Linked DNA regions of Hordeum vulgare: region 1 is linked to region 2. A link is a contact called in public Hi-C data. All regions are on one chromosome and are shown on one strand. The core of a region is the stretch at or near the end of the contact, and the rest is flanking DNA. Distances in the headings are between cores, read along the strand shown. Region 1 holds the start of LOC123398184 (trithorax group protein osa-like). Region 2 holds the start of LOC123395704 (protein FAF-like, chloroplastic).

What was found. Hi-C and Micro-C count contacts between places; a contact is called where the count stands out from the background.
Region 1: a contact with region 2 is called in a Hi-C map of seedling, with 2.8 times the contacts expected there. The contact joins the promoter of LOC123398184 here to the promoter of LOC123395704 in region 2. A contact is called at or near these places in 2 of 6 Hi-C or Micro-C datasets (leaf and seedling) and 1 of 1 datasets of contacts at active chromatin or transcription factors (embryo).

The regions. Positions count from the first base shown.
Region 1 is chr5H:290,859,057-290,866,691 of MorexV3_pseudomolecules_assembly, forward strand. LOC123398184 (trithorax group protein osa-like) reads left to right here and starts at 3,606. Exons shown (of 10, transcript XR_006610103.1): 1 at 3,606-3,821; 2 at 7,106-7,354; 3 at 7,449-7,635.
Region 2 is chr5H:290,101,899-290,109,038 of MorexV3_pseudomolecules_assembly, forward strand. LOC123395704 (protein FAF-like, chloroplastic) reads right to left here and starts at 2,227. Exons shown (of 2, transcript XM_045090736.1): 1 at 2,123-2,227; 2 at 1,063-1,983. The coding sequence starts at 1,932. The coding sequence ends at 1,180. LOC123397617 (rho GTPase-activating protein 4-like) reads right to left here. Exons shown (of 5, transcript XM_045092154.1): 4 at 6,839-7,069; 5 at 5,915-6,736. The coding sequence ends at 6,155.

The sequences.
Region 1 (7,635 bases), core at 2,356-4,855, 760 kb after region 2:
TATGGAGATCGACATCTACGAGAGGGGAGTGCATCTACATACCCTTGTAGATCGCTAAGTGGAAGCGTATATAACGCGATTGATGTAGTCATATGTCTTCACGATCCAATCGCAATCCGTCCCGATCAAGCGTCGAACGGACGACACCTCCGCGTTCCGCACACATACGGCTCGATGACATCTCCTCCTTCCTGATCCAACAAGAGAGGAAGGAGAAGTAGATGGGATCTCAATCAACACGAAAACATGGTGGAGATGATGGTGGAGCAATGCCAACGGGGCTTCACCAAGCGCTACCGGAACCGATCTGAGGAGAAAACGGAGTTATGGGAGAGGTAGGGCTGCCACCGGGGCATGGGAATTGGTTTGTACAACCCCTCCCTCTCTCCCACTATATATAGGAGGTAAGGGGGGGGGTCACAACCCTAACACCTCCTCCAAGGAGGGGTCATGGGCCTAGGGAGGTTTCCTCCCTCCCCAAGGCACCTAGGAGGTGCCTTCCCCTTTAGGGACTCTTCCCTCCCAACCGCATGGGCCTTTGGACGTTGCCCCAACAAGTTTTGGACGCCCCTTACAGCCCATGCACGTCCTAGGGGCTGGAGGAACCCTTCCGGACTCCTCCGCAACCCTCTAGAACCTTCCCGGTACAATACCGACAAAACCCAAAACTTTTCCGGTAGCCAAAATATGACTTCTCATATATAAATCTTTACCTCCGGATCATTCCGGAGCTCCTCGTGACGTCTGGGATCTCATCCGAGACTCTGAACAACATTCGATCACCAGCAAACATATCCCAATACTACTCTAGCGTCACCGAAATTAAGTGTGCACACCCTATGGGTTCGAGAATAATGTAGACATGACCGAGACACCTCTCTGGTCAATAACCAATAGCGGGACCTGGATGCCCATATTGGTTCCTACATATTCCACGAAGATCTTCATCGGGCAAACCACGATGCCAAGGATTCAATCAATCCCGTATGCAGTTCCCTTTGTTCAACGGTATGTTACTTGTCCGAGATTCGATCATCGGTATCTCCATACCTATTTCAATATTGTTACCGGAAAGTCTCTTTACTTGTTCCGTAATACAAGATCCCATGACTAACCCCTTAGCCACATTGCTTGCAATCTTATTGTGACGTTGCATTACCGAGTGGGCCCCGAGATACCTCTCCATCATACGGAGTGACAAATCCTAGTCTTAATCCATGCCAACTCCACAGACACCCTCGGAGATACCTGTAGAGCATCTTTATAGTCACCCAATTACGTTGTGACATTTAATACACACAAGGCATTCCTCCGGTGGCGGGGAGCTGCATAATCTCATTGTTATAGAAACATATACAATGACATGGATAAAGCAGTCGTAATAAACTAATACGATCAGATGCTATGCTTACGGTTGGGTCTTATCCATCACATCATTCTCCTAATGATGTGACCCCGTTATTAAATGACAACTCATATCTATGGTTAGGAAACCTTAACCATCTTTGATCAACGAGCTAGTCTAGTAGAGGCTCACTAGGGACACTGTGTTGTCTATGTATCCACACATGTATTTGAGTTTCCAATCAATACAATTATAGCATCGATAATAAACGACTATCATGAACAAGGAAATATGGTAATAATTAATTTATTATTGCCTCTAGGGCATATTTCCAACAAAAAAGGCATGAGGTAACTAAGGAAAACATTGAACGTATGAATGCTAAATACAAACTTGTTGGAGATAAGGGTAGAAAACATGCTGTCTTCGCACCTAGAGATCTTGTTTGGTTACATTTGCATAAGGATAGATTTATTGATTTGCATAGATTTTGGGGTTAACATTGCAGATTTGAAGCCTCATTTGAGTGAGGAAGATGAGCTTCCGTCAAGGACGACTACATTTCAAGAAGGGGAGGATGATGAGGACATCAATACCATTATTACACCAACAACCCCTGGAACTATACATACTGGACCAGTTACTAGAGCTCACACACGCTAATTGAATTACCAGGTACTTTCATTTCTTAGAAATCCTTCTAACGTTCATGAACATATGATGCTGCCTAAATTAGATACTTTTCTTTTACTTATGAATGAAGGACCTAGCATGGACAACAAGGATGTCCATTGGAATGGAATCAATCATGTAGAAGAAGTGCGTGCGCGGGAAAGAACAATAGAGTTTCCACTAGTGATTTTCGCACTTTGAAGACGCCATAAGGAGAGCATGAAGGCTTGGAAGGAATATACAAGATGCCACTTCATAAATTTCGTCCATAGGTTATTATAGGTGCTTTGTCACCTTATTTTCGGGCCAGGCCCATGTATTTTTGAAATACCATATTATAGGTTGTTTTAGAGTCTGCATGTGTGGAGAAACCTAGTTAGGGTTGGTTTCGGACCCCTCCTTCAAGGGGTCACGGAATTCCCCTCTATTCCATCACATATATAGCCTTAGGACACCGTTTAGACTTGAGTTTTGTTTAAATTATAAGTTCTCCATAGCTGCAACTTTGTGTGCCTCGTTTGTGTTCCACGACCAGGACAAGACGTCACAGAACTCCACTTTCATCAATAAATCTTTCCTCTTACATTCGCAATATCAATATTGCAATTCCAGTTTTTTACATGTTCTTCGTCTGCGTGCAAGAAACAGACCCTCATGGTCAGGTTGATCATGCTCCGACATGGTTAATAACCTCTCGAAGTTGGTTTAACGATTTCTAGGACACGATGTCTTCACACGTTCATAGTCTGATCGTCAAAGTCTACTCCACCATAAACGATAGTCACATCTCATCGAAAGAGAGGGACAACTTTGCCTCTATCATTTCCATCCCACGAATCCATCATGTTGCTACAAATGTGCGGAAAAAGCTCAGAAAACATTCTAGGCATCTCATTGAATCCATGGTGTGGTGAGGTTTACGACAGACAGACTAGAGCGTACCAGGGTGGCCTTCGATGCAACAGTCGCGTTCGGGGTCGGAGTTCCATTTGAGGTTGCATGGGGACGACAACAAAGCTCCGTGTGAGAGCATGACAGGGAGGGAGCATCGGGGACTCAAACATAACATGAGAGGAAGAGGGCACGCTAGGGGCGAGGGAGTGGATGCTGACTTGGGAGGATTGGAGTGGGTGTGATGCGATAGATGCGTCTTGATGATCCAAAATCCACTTCATTAAGGACGATGTCCGAGGTGTCTGTCCGGACATAAGACGGTTTGGAGGTTAAGTTGAGATGTTCTACAAGTATATTTTACTTGTGATTGGGCAAAGTCTAGTGTTTTTTACTTGCGAGGGAAAAGGTTATAGTTTAACATTACTTTGAATGTGTAGTTTTTTAAACAACTTGAAATATTTAATTATTTGTGGAGCGACTTACTCCCTCCGTTCTAAAATAAGTGAGTTAGTACAAAGTTGTACTAAGCTTGAGACAGTTATTTTGCGATAGAGGGAATATTAAATGGAAAATCATATGGAAGTGTTTTTCATGAGGGCATGACCTATTATAAAACCTTTTACACGGAGAACCCTTGCAAAAATCCAATATTCATATTCTGGTGAGGCTGTCCTGGCGAACCAAAGGTAACCCTTGTACACCCAAATCCTCCCCACAGCACCGTCCCGGGGTCCGTCGCCGCCGAAACCCCTCCCCTCTTCTTCCTCCTCCTCCACCACCATCACCACCACCTACACCAAAGTGCGCCTGCCTTCTCGAAACGTAGCAACTAGTTTGTCTCGCGATCTCCCTCCCCGACCCCTTGTCCTGCTGCTGGGCTGGTGTGGCCGGGAGGCGATTCTCTCTGCCGGTAAGGAAGCCCTAGCTTGTTCGGACATTTGTGTGGGCGAGGAACAGCCGAATCAAATCAGACAAATCCCCCTTTTAAGGATCGATGGGACGTTCGGGTGCATCCGCCCATCTATTTTGATGCATATTTTCCTCAACGAATGCTACTTTTGATTGAGATCCCTAATCAATACTAAGTCATAGCTGTTTATATCCAGTAAACAAATCGGGGATTCGTTCAGCTGAACCCCCGTTTCCCCTGTTAAGTCCGACGCTAGATATAGATTTCAGTTCTCCTTAGTGAATGCCCCCTTATGTGCACTAGATACATACTTGGTCCTTTTCATGTACAGTATATGTTCACTGGCTTTACTGCTGCTGATAGCTTGATAGATTGCTTTATTGCTTTCACATTTGTGAATTTGTTTGGAAAGGATCGGTGTTGATGTGCGGATTGGTGTTTGTACTTACTTTTGATCCGCACCCTCTTTGTTTGCCTCTTGTGGGTGTGTTATACCTCAATGTCAACATTATTCTTAGGGCATGTCTGCCTGCCAGTATTTTGTACTCCCTCCGTCCGGAAATACTTGTCCTACAAATAGATGTATCTAGACTTATTTTAGTTATAGATACATCCATTTTGTACATTTCTAGGACAAGTATTTCCGGACGGAGGGAGTAGACGTTTGGTACATGACTTGATCTTTTGGCTGGTGGTACCAAGCAATATCCAGCTTTTCACATAATGCAATTCATCACCAGTGTCGTTACTTTGACTCTTGGCATGTTGTTTCTGCTCAGCCTGGTAAGCTAGTTGGCTAGCTTCCTAACCTTGATAACCTGTCTGCCGCCACAATCTTTATTGTAAACAGTTAGTAAGGTGTTTCAGCTTTATAATTTTGTTTGTTACTTTGATTCATTTAGTATGCTGTTTCTTTTCAGATCAGTAAGCCTCGATTACTCGCTTTAATTTAATAAGATGGAAATAGTTTAACTTCAGATCTAATAATTTGTCTGTTGCTAGTGATACTCAAATTCACTCGGCGTGTCGTTTGTGCTATTATTTGTCACTAGCACAAATGCCCGTGCGTTGCAACGGGAGAGGAATTTGACATGTCCACTTAAATGTCCATCAGTGCGGCACGACAACATCTGGATGGTGCCATGCAGCGTGACATGCACACCGAGCTCTAAAAGAAATGCATATATCTGTAAAAAAATGCTCAAATAGCTGGCATAAAAAGTCAAGTTAATTTATCTTTAAACATCAACTTGGCAGCCTATTTGCATGAAGCAGGATTTGCCTTATTTAGGATTTAACCCTTTCTATCATCGTTCCTTGGTCTTGTAGACGTGTGTGAGTTTCCTCTGGATAGTTTCCTAGCAAATCGTTCTTCTAATTTAACTTCCTGCTAATAAGGGGATTTAATGGGCCCTCTCTCCCATCGGCTCATGCATAGATAATGGAATTTATTTATCCGTTCTTCTAATTTATTTATTTCATTCTTGCCAAATTTCTTTCTTTCTACTAATTCTTTCCCTTCGTGCTCAAGGGCTCATAATATGATAATAGTGGGATCTATTCTTTCTTTAATTCTTTCCTTCCTTCATCCACACAAGAAATCTATTCCTTCTTTTAATCCCACAGACGGGAACCCACTCCTTGAGGCAGCTTATTTATTTCAATTCATAGACATATATAAATTGGTGCAGTAAGTTATAGGAAAGCGAGGTGGGACAATTCAATAACTGAGTATCTCCTGACTACTGCTGGGCCGGGCAACGGGTGAGGCCCAATAGACATCAGCCTACGCGCTCGAAGAAAAAAAAAACAGCTATCGAGAAAAACGAATCATTATTTTGAACGGACAAAAACATATAATACGGGTGAACGGACAAAAAAACTGGAAACGCACCTTCCTTTATTAGTAGGTATAGAGTATAGTAGTAGGTATATATATAGATTATTTTTATAGGCATGGGTGGTCAAAGCATCTCTCCAGTCCGGGCTTTTGCCAGTTGTGCAACGCGAGATTTTCATGGAAAAAAAGTGGCATCCTAAGCACTTTGACTTGTGGTTTGCCCAGAGTTTAAAAAGTTCTGGTGTCCGCTACTGTTTATAGGAAATGAAATTTCAGTGTTAATGATGTGGTCCTTCACTATTTGCATGGTTAGCATGGTGATTTTCAGCTTTAACAATATGTTTGATCATATCAGTATCTTTGTTTCATCATGCATTTCTTCTGTGGCGATTAGCTATGTACTTTGCTAATTGTAGCTACATTGATTACCTGCCATATGCGTGTTGAGATAGTGGGGACAATATTGTATATATGTGAACTGCTTATCATGCTAGCACATTAGGGATTTAGGGATATTGTTATGTAACTTGGTTATTTGGCAACATAACACCTGCTGAACTCCAAAGCTAACAGAATACCAGCCTAATGCATCATGCGTGGCAGTGTACATGTCCCTCTTCTTATGGCTGTTAGTCAGGCCATAGAGAGTCGGCAACAGAATTAGACATCCTCTATACTCTTTGCTTGGAGTCTGACCTACTGTTACTGAAGTAGCATTACCTTTTTAGTTCAGTTGGCCCTAATATTTTCTTATATGACTATGTGACAGTGTAGGTTCTTTATTATTTCTTACTGTGGTTAAGATTGACTCGTCTGTCAAGCTACTTTGGCCGCTAAGAGATAATCTACCAGATGTCTGTCTCTTGGGCATGAAATATTCATCTATCTAATTAGTTATGGCATGTTATGGTATAGGCATGTGTTCTATATCACTACTGTATCGTGCTAGCGATTTAGGGATTTGCGGGTACTCTTTGGTAACTTTGGTTCATTAGCAAACTTTTCCTTGTTCTGAACAAAGCACCTACCGCACTTGATAGCTAGAAAATAAGGATGACGTATGGACCCACATGCAATACTTTGGCTTGCCTTTTATGGCTGTTCATCAAGCATTGATCATGGAGAGTGTGGCGACAATTAGATACCCCCCTATTTGTCCTGTTCCAGTATGGCTGTAAACAGCTACACTTTCGTATTTAGTTGACTTCTAATATTCGACTTGCTATTGAAGATGAGCCATTTCTTCAGCATTGTGCATCATTGGCTAACCATTTTGTTTTTTTTTATCATGTTGTGTATGTGGTGGTGCCATGTGTTTATTACTTGTCTTCTTGTGAATGAAATCTATAAAATAGAATAATTGACATTTTTGTGTCCTCGTTGCATTTCTGGTTATAGCTCGTACATTTTGAATGCATGAATTATGAAATTAGCATATGTGCAGGCATCAGAACCCTTACTGGATAGAAGTTAGTGAGGCCGGACAATGGGTTTCGATAATGAATGTATTCTGAATATACAAACTCTTCCTGGTGAATATTTTTGCCCTGTTTGTCGGACACTCATATACCCCAACGAAGCTCTGCAAGCTCAGTGCACACATCTCTACTGCAAACCTTGCTTGGCTTATGTAGCAGCAACCACACAAGCCTGCCCTTATGATGGTTACTTAGTGACGGAAGCTGATTCCAAGGTATAATCTCTTCTTAAGCTGATTTCAAGGTACAGCCTCTTCTTAAGGGAGTCATTTATACCCTCTTTGTTATAACCTGCTTTCAAATATGCAGCCTCTGGTGGATTCAAATAAATCACTTGCTGAGACAATTGGTAAAGTTACAGTACAATGCCTGTACAACAAGAGTGGTTGCCAATGGCAAGGAAACCTGTCTGAATGCAACACACATGGTACCGCTTGCGCCTATGGGAACTCGCCTGTTGTTTGTAACCGTTGTGGTACTCAGATTGTACATCGTC
Region 2 (7,140 bases), core at 977-3,476:
CAAAGAAGCCCAAGGGTGGCGCACCAGCCCTTAGTGGGCTCGTGGCCAGCCCAAAAAGGCCTATTCGGCCAAAGGGAGAAAGGAAAGGAGGGTGGGACCAAACCGAATTGGGGAAGGAGGACTCCTTCCAAGTTGTGTTGGAGGAGGACTCCTCCCTCTCCTCTTGGTTCGACCGAACCTTAGGGCCTTGTCCTAGGGCGCCACCCCTCCCCTCCCTCCTATATATAGTGAAAGCGGAGATCGTCATTGAGCTGAACATGTGCTGAACACGGAGGTGCCGTCCGTTCGGCGCTAGATCGGGACGGAGTTCGTGGGACGACTTGCGATTTGGATCGCGGAGACGTTCGACTACATCAATCGCGTTTCTTAACGCTTCTCGCTTAGCGATCTACAAAGGTATGTGGATTCGATCTCCCCTCTCGTAGATGATCATCATCATGGATAGGTCTTGCGTGTGCGTAGAATTTTTTTTGTTTCCCATGCAACGTTCCCCAACAGCTGAGTCGAAGGAGGCACGACAACTCCATCGGCCGTCGGCGCTTCATGTCCGAGGCGCTCAAGCCATGGCGGGCCAACGTTGATGTCGCAATGGACCTTTGCAACAAGGTCCTTGTTGCAAAGCTCATAAGCACAACAAGCTAGTTGTTGTGTGGGACAGTAAATCGAACGGCTGTTTCGGACGGCATTCGACGGCTGTCGAGGCGGATGATCTAATAGGTTTGTCATCCGGCGAACGGATAGCATTGCCCTTCTTTTATTCGTTTTTTAACTTTGAACTGTTTATGTTGTCGGATGTTGGCGCGATTGCTTTATTATAATATAAAGCAAAAACTTTTTTCTATGTTTTAACTTTCACAAAACAATGGGTATGCCATCGAACAAGGCATGATGTCAAAAAGATTCTGAATTTGTTTGTACTCTCAAAAAGTCAAACTTATACCGTTCCTGAATATAAGTCTTTCGAAAGGTTTCACTAATGAAATACAGGTTTCACTAATGAAATACATACGGATATATATAGACATATTTTAAAGTGTATATTGAATCATTTTGCTCCGTACGTAGATCCTTAGTAAAATCGCTTAAAAGATTTATACTGTATTTAGGAATGAAGGGAGTAAGCACAATAATTATATGTTGGATGAATGGACTGCATGATGCGGTGTTTCCAGTCTTGGTTTAGGCGTGTGCAGTGGCGCTGGCGAACTGCAGCCTGAGCCGACCGCCCTCGCGCGACGCCCGCAGGAGCTCCTTCCCGGGGATGACTACCTCCACCAACACGAATCTGCCCTCCGCACGGAACGACCGGAAGCACACGCTCGGCTTCCCGCCGCGCACGCTGATCGACCGTATCGGGGGCGGGAACGACGGCGGAACCCGCTGATTCTCCTTCTCGTCCTCGTTCGCGTCGACGACGTCCGTGTCGTTGCGTGATTCCTCCTGGCGGCGGAACGCGGCGGCTAGCTCGTCGTCGTCGTCCCTCAGTACGTCCACGGTGCTCTCGGACCCGAGCCCCTCTGTGCAGAGCAGCAGGGACGACGCGGACGGGCTCTTCTTCATGGAGAAGCTCGCGCTCCTCTTCACCGTCGGCGCGGGCTTCGACGGCCTGAGGAGCGCGTCGAGAGACGAGTCGTCCTTGCTCTTCTCGGTGACGTCGATCCACGACGAGGGCGATGCCGTGGCCGCGCGAACAGGAGGGGGTGCAGGCGGGCGCGGTGGCGGCAGGACGCCGCCCCGGGCGACGTGGTCCGGCTGCTGCTGCTGCTGCTGCTTCTCTTGGAAGTGGAGCTCGCCGAAGATCTCGGTGAAGGATGTCGTGTCGACGGGCCTCTTTGGGTGGACGCGGTTCCACGCCGACAGAGCCTCCAGCAGCGTTGGGTTCTCCGGCAGAGGCTTCTCGAACAGCCTCCTCAACCCGCCGTCCGCCGCCATGTCTATCTCCCCTGACCTTGAAATGAAATCTTTGTGCTGCAAAGAGAAAAGCTAAAACGAAACGAAATTGCACTTGATTAGGAGACTGTTTTCAGTATGAAAAAATTCGGTAAACGCACTAATGCCCAAGTGAGAAGTGACCATGCATGCCATGGAGAATCCCACAACTTTCTTGCAAATTTTCGCTCACCTGAGTGAAAACCTGCGCAGGCTGTCAATCCGGACAAGTTTTCTGAAGAATTTGCAGAAGAGATTTCTTTCTTCCTGTGCTCTTCTGGCTTGCGAGGAACGGCCAGCACATATATAGTCAGAGAAAAGGCGAGGCCAAGAAGCTTGATGCATTTTCTGTGGCTATGGAATTTGGAATCTTTCCTTCTTTTTACACAAGTGGATCGATCAAACACTGCAGATTGAGAGCAAATAGGCAGGTAAAATAAGAATACGGTGCTGTAATGCTGCAGGTCACATGGATAGATAGTGAGATGTACATCTATGAATCTGTCCTTTGGGACCATGAAATCTCTAACTTAGCACCAGCTGCTTCTGCTTTCAGTGTGTGTGTGCGCGTGCGTGGCAGTGAGAAAATTTCAGCCAGGGATTTCAGGTGATGCCAGAACCGGTACGTCGACAATGGTGCACTGGGAATAACGAAAAGAGTGAAGGAAAACAAGGCAGAATAGAATAAAGCTATCTGATTCTGATAGTTACGACGAGGGGACATATGGATGGATGGATGCCATATTGCCATGGCTCGGTGAGTGAGAGTTCAGTTCGGGCAGTTCATGTGTAGGGAAATTATTTTCTTCTGCTTCTTTGCATAAATATTATGAGGTCGGTGGCGTTGGTCCAATAAACATTTTTTTGGCAAGATCCAACAAACTAGAAGGATAAAAAGTGTGGTAGACTAGAATAGAATCTGCCCTATAGGTGAGATCATAAGATCAACTAAAAAGAACATATTCAAACAATCCAAAAAATCTGAGATTATTTAGAAACAGAAGTATGATGTATGTTTACAACTACAAAAAGAATAAGCTTAAACCTCAATCCACAATTAGAGATACAAAAATGAGAAATTCGACTGTGAAATGTCAGCTTGGTTGAATAGTATTTTACAGTATTCACATTCCATTTTGTCTTTTTTGTTTGTATAAAAGCATCTATATCGTACTGGGCAAATTCGGATCCTTGTATGTCTCTCAATGTGTTCGGGCACATCCGTGAATGCATCCAGACGGCCTCTCATATTTTGCTTCCCGCATCTACATATCTCATATATGGATTTTTAAATACATACAAAGTCGATCACGTGATCACATAAACCATTGTTACACGTAAATAAGAAATATTGGTATCGAACTTAAATAGTGTTTACATAAAATTTATTTAAAGTGCATAATCAATCATCTGCTCTTTGATTTCTGTTGTGGGTCCATATATGCTCCACCAGATCATTGAGTAGTTGCATGTGCATCTGATGATCTCGGAGATTGTAATGCATCTGCAGAAAGTTCATAAGCCATCTTGATCTTTTGGGATTTCAACTTGTTCTCCAGGTGCTTCAAAATCATTGGTTTGAGCTACACCATCATCCTCATCCTTGACGATCATATTGTACAAAGTAACACAATATGTCATCACCTGCCACAAAGTTTCTAATTCTCACATCATTGCAACCCCACAAACAATTCCTCAACGAGCTTGCAGCACTCTGAATGCCCTCTCCACATCCTTCCTAGCTGCTTCATGCATTGTTGCAAAGTGCATTTGTTTCTTGGCATGTGGTTTGGATATGGTCTTCACAAATGCAGCCAAGTGAGGAGATATGTCATCGACAAGATCATAGCCCATGTTGTAGTCTCGGCCATGGACGGTGTAGTTGCACGAAGGTGATTCCTTATTGCAAAGCCTCTTGAACACCAGAGATCATTAAAGCACGTTGGTGTCATTGTAAGAACCCGACATTCCAAAGAAAGTATGTCAAATCCTTAAGTTAAGTGATGCCACCGCTTTCGGTATGATGGCGGCCTCTCTCGTGTGACCTTGATACACTCTTCGCAAACCTTTCGGGCAGTTCTTCCATTGTGAATGCATGCAATCAATTGATCTGAGCATTCCTGGAAACCCTCTGGCCTCTCCAATAGCCAACAACTTCTCCATGTCCCACTCTTTGGTTTTCTCAGATATTCTGCTCCAAACATGACAGTAGTTTCCAGGCATGTGCTCTCCCTCATCTTGACCATCTTACCAACGACATCTGCCGCAGTACCAAGTGCAAGCATTCTCACAGCAGTCGTGCACTTCTGCTTGGCGGAGAAAGAGAGTTGACCGCGGCAATCCCTTGTGAGCTTGAAGTAGTCGGCGTGTGCCTCCACTGCGTCCATAATGCACAAAAACAATGGTTTTCACATGCGAAAACGGAGACGAAACCATGGATCATCCGGTAAAGTTGGGTTCGGAGCAAAGTAATCCTTCTGCAGTAGCTTTGCTCCGGATACCCTATCCCGATTGATCACTCTTTCCTCTTGAAATTGAGAATATTCTCCACTTGTTGGTACATTTCCTCTTGCATAGTCATGAGCATGATCACGTCCACTTCTTCGTATGAATCCGATGAATCGAAGAACTCATCTTGAATCATTTGATCAAGCTCCATCGGTCCATACTCCTCGCCGGACGAAGCATCTTAATCCATCGTTTTCCCCATAAATTTGACAAAAAATCAGGTCAAACATTGTGTCGAACACATCCAGCGCAAGGCGGAGCCAGATAGTTGCCAGACGCACAGTGGTGTCTTCCGGGCCGGCGACGACGTCCTCCGCGGTGAGGACGGGACAAAAGACTGCTCTGTCGGAGCTGGTGAGGCAAAGGCTAGGAACGGCGGCGGAGCGCGCACGATGACGGAAGTGCAAGACAAACAAAGCTGAGGAGAAAGACGAGAAGAAAGAGCAAATGAATTCAACAGTTCTATCGGGTGGATTTGATGCAATATGCGGCAGGATCATGTTGTCGGGTTCGACGTGGGGTCCTATATTTGAGCTGGTTATTAGGGGCGCCAGTCAGCCCGGACACTTCAGGTTCGTTTGAGACACCCGGTTGGGTCGAAATTTCGTGACCGATCAGTGAGTAGGCGGCGTGTCCGGACATTTGAGACAGATACGAGTGGTCCAGCTGTAGATGCTCGAAGTGTAGGTCGAATTAGTACCTTAATTTTTTTTCCGAGGTTGTAAACATCAAACATTGATGTACGCGTGCAAATCCTTTTAAGAAAATATCTCACGTAAAGCCAGATTCGGGGGCAACTAGTATAGGATCTAAGCTTTAGGTGAGATCAACTTCCTCACGAACGGCGTACATCTAGTCACCGGCTCCAGCTCCCTGACGGGTGGACCAGCGAACAACGATGGACCCATTAGTCAGGATGCCGTGGGCGAAGACTAGCCTGATATTAGCTTGTTTTTTTTAGACAAAGACTGGTATTAGTTGCCTCTGTGGGCTGTGATGGTGGTGCAGGCCCACCTGTAGGCGTGTGTGCGTTGGGGAGAGGGCGGGGAGGGGGGTGGAGGGTAAAGATTAAGACCAAGACAAATTTATTTATTCATTCTATGGTTTCTTAACAGTATATCATCTACTCCCTCTGTTTCTAAATATTTATTTTTTTAGAGATTCAACTATAGACTACATACGAAGTAAAATGAATAAATTTATATTTCAAATTATGTATATACATATATTTATACATTTGTATGTAGTCCATAATAAAATATCTAAAAAGACAAATATTTAGGAACGAAGAGAGTACTTTTGAAATCGAAAGTAAGGATGATATCAGCAACCGTGTTCATATTCTTTCTGAAAGGACTTTCTGAAAGGATCATAGTGGGTTAACAGTTGACCATTCCAATAACACAATAGTGAAAGATAGCCACCGAAATAAGGTGCAAGATGCAATGGGAATTTAGGAGTTTTCAACAAAGTTTTGTACAGCGGAAAGCAACGGCGTCTGTTTAATTTACTCAAAGCAGAGCGAAGTACTGAAAAGCAAGATACAAAAGTTAGCGTAGGTATGGAAACAAATCAAAGAAAGAAATACAGCGATCATGAACTGGCAGGAAATGAGAACCGCATCAAAATTCAGTCGATCGTATACGCACGAACACACCGGGTCAGTCATCTAGTACGATACAAGAGAGTTGACAAAAATAATACCATCTGAGCTCATTCATCTCCACGCTTCGATCCGTTCGACCGTGGAGTTTAACCGGCTCACGATGCTTGCGCCTCGTGATTTTTTCTCGGTTGGAGGAGCAACGGCCGGTGCTCCGGACTGCCCCTTGCCCTTCCTTGTCCTCCTACTACTACTATTCAGGCTACGGCTCCCCTTGCCATGCACATGCAGTGAGTTCAGTGTTGTAGCACAGGAAATATCAGTGGTCGCTGAAGCAGCAGGTAGGGATTGAGACCATCGACAAGAGCCATCTGTATTCATGACTGTCTGGCCAGAAGGTGCAGAGTCTCCTCCGGCAGGATTAGCCTCGTTAGGCTTGTCTTCGGTGCTGTGTGCCGGGCTGTTCAGAAGGGGCTCCTCGCTGAAGGAAGAAGGACGCCTCGATCCTTCCGCACGGTGAGAATCGACCGCGAAGCCAGGGTTATGATGCCCATTTTCATCAGATGGGTCCTTTTGGGACAAAGACACGTCATCCAGATTGGACTCCTCTCTATCCTTCAGGGTCTTCTCTATTAGCATCTTGAGAAAATTCATCACTTGGACTGCATACATGAGTGCAGTCAAAGGATCTGCCATCTGCATATGACAGGTATCACCAGTAAGCATTCACCTAACCTTATGATTATTTGATTTTAGCAGTAAACATATTGCCAGCTTGCTACTAGGACGATACGTCACCTGAGTCATATTTGGTGCAAAAACCATAGCAATGTTGCGAGCATTCATCTTGTTTATCTTTTCTTCTTGTACGACATCAGCCATCAGATTAACGGCCCAGTCAAGTAAGGCCGCTTCAGCTACTGGAAGGCATTTGGCGACCCGAGCACAATCCTCTTCAGATTGGCATTGCATCACCTGTTCAGGTGGAATAGGGTCCAGCACCCCGCTTGGCAGTTCTCTAAACCATGCCTGGAAAGGATTGGAAAGCAGATGAGATGATGACGTACCTTTTGTCATCAAATATGTCGGCAAGCAGGTAA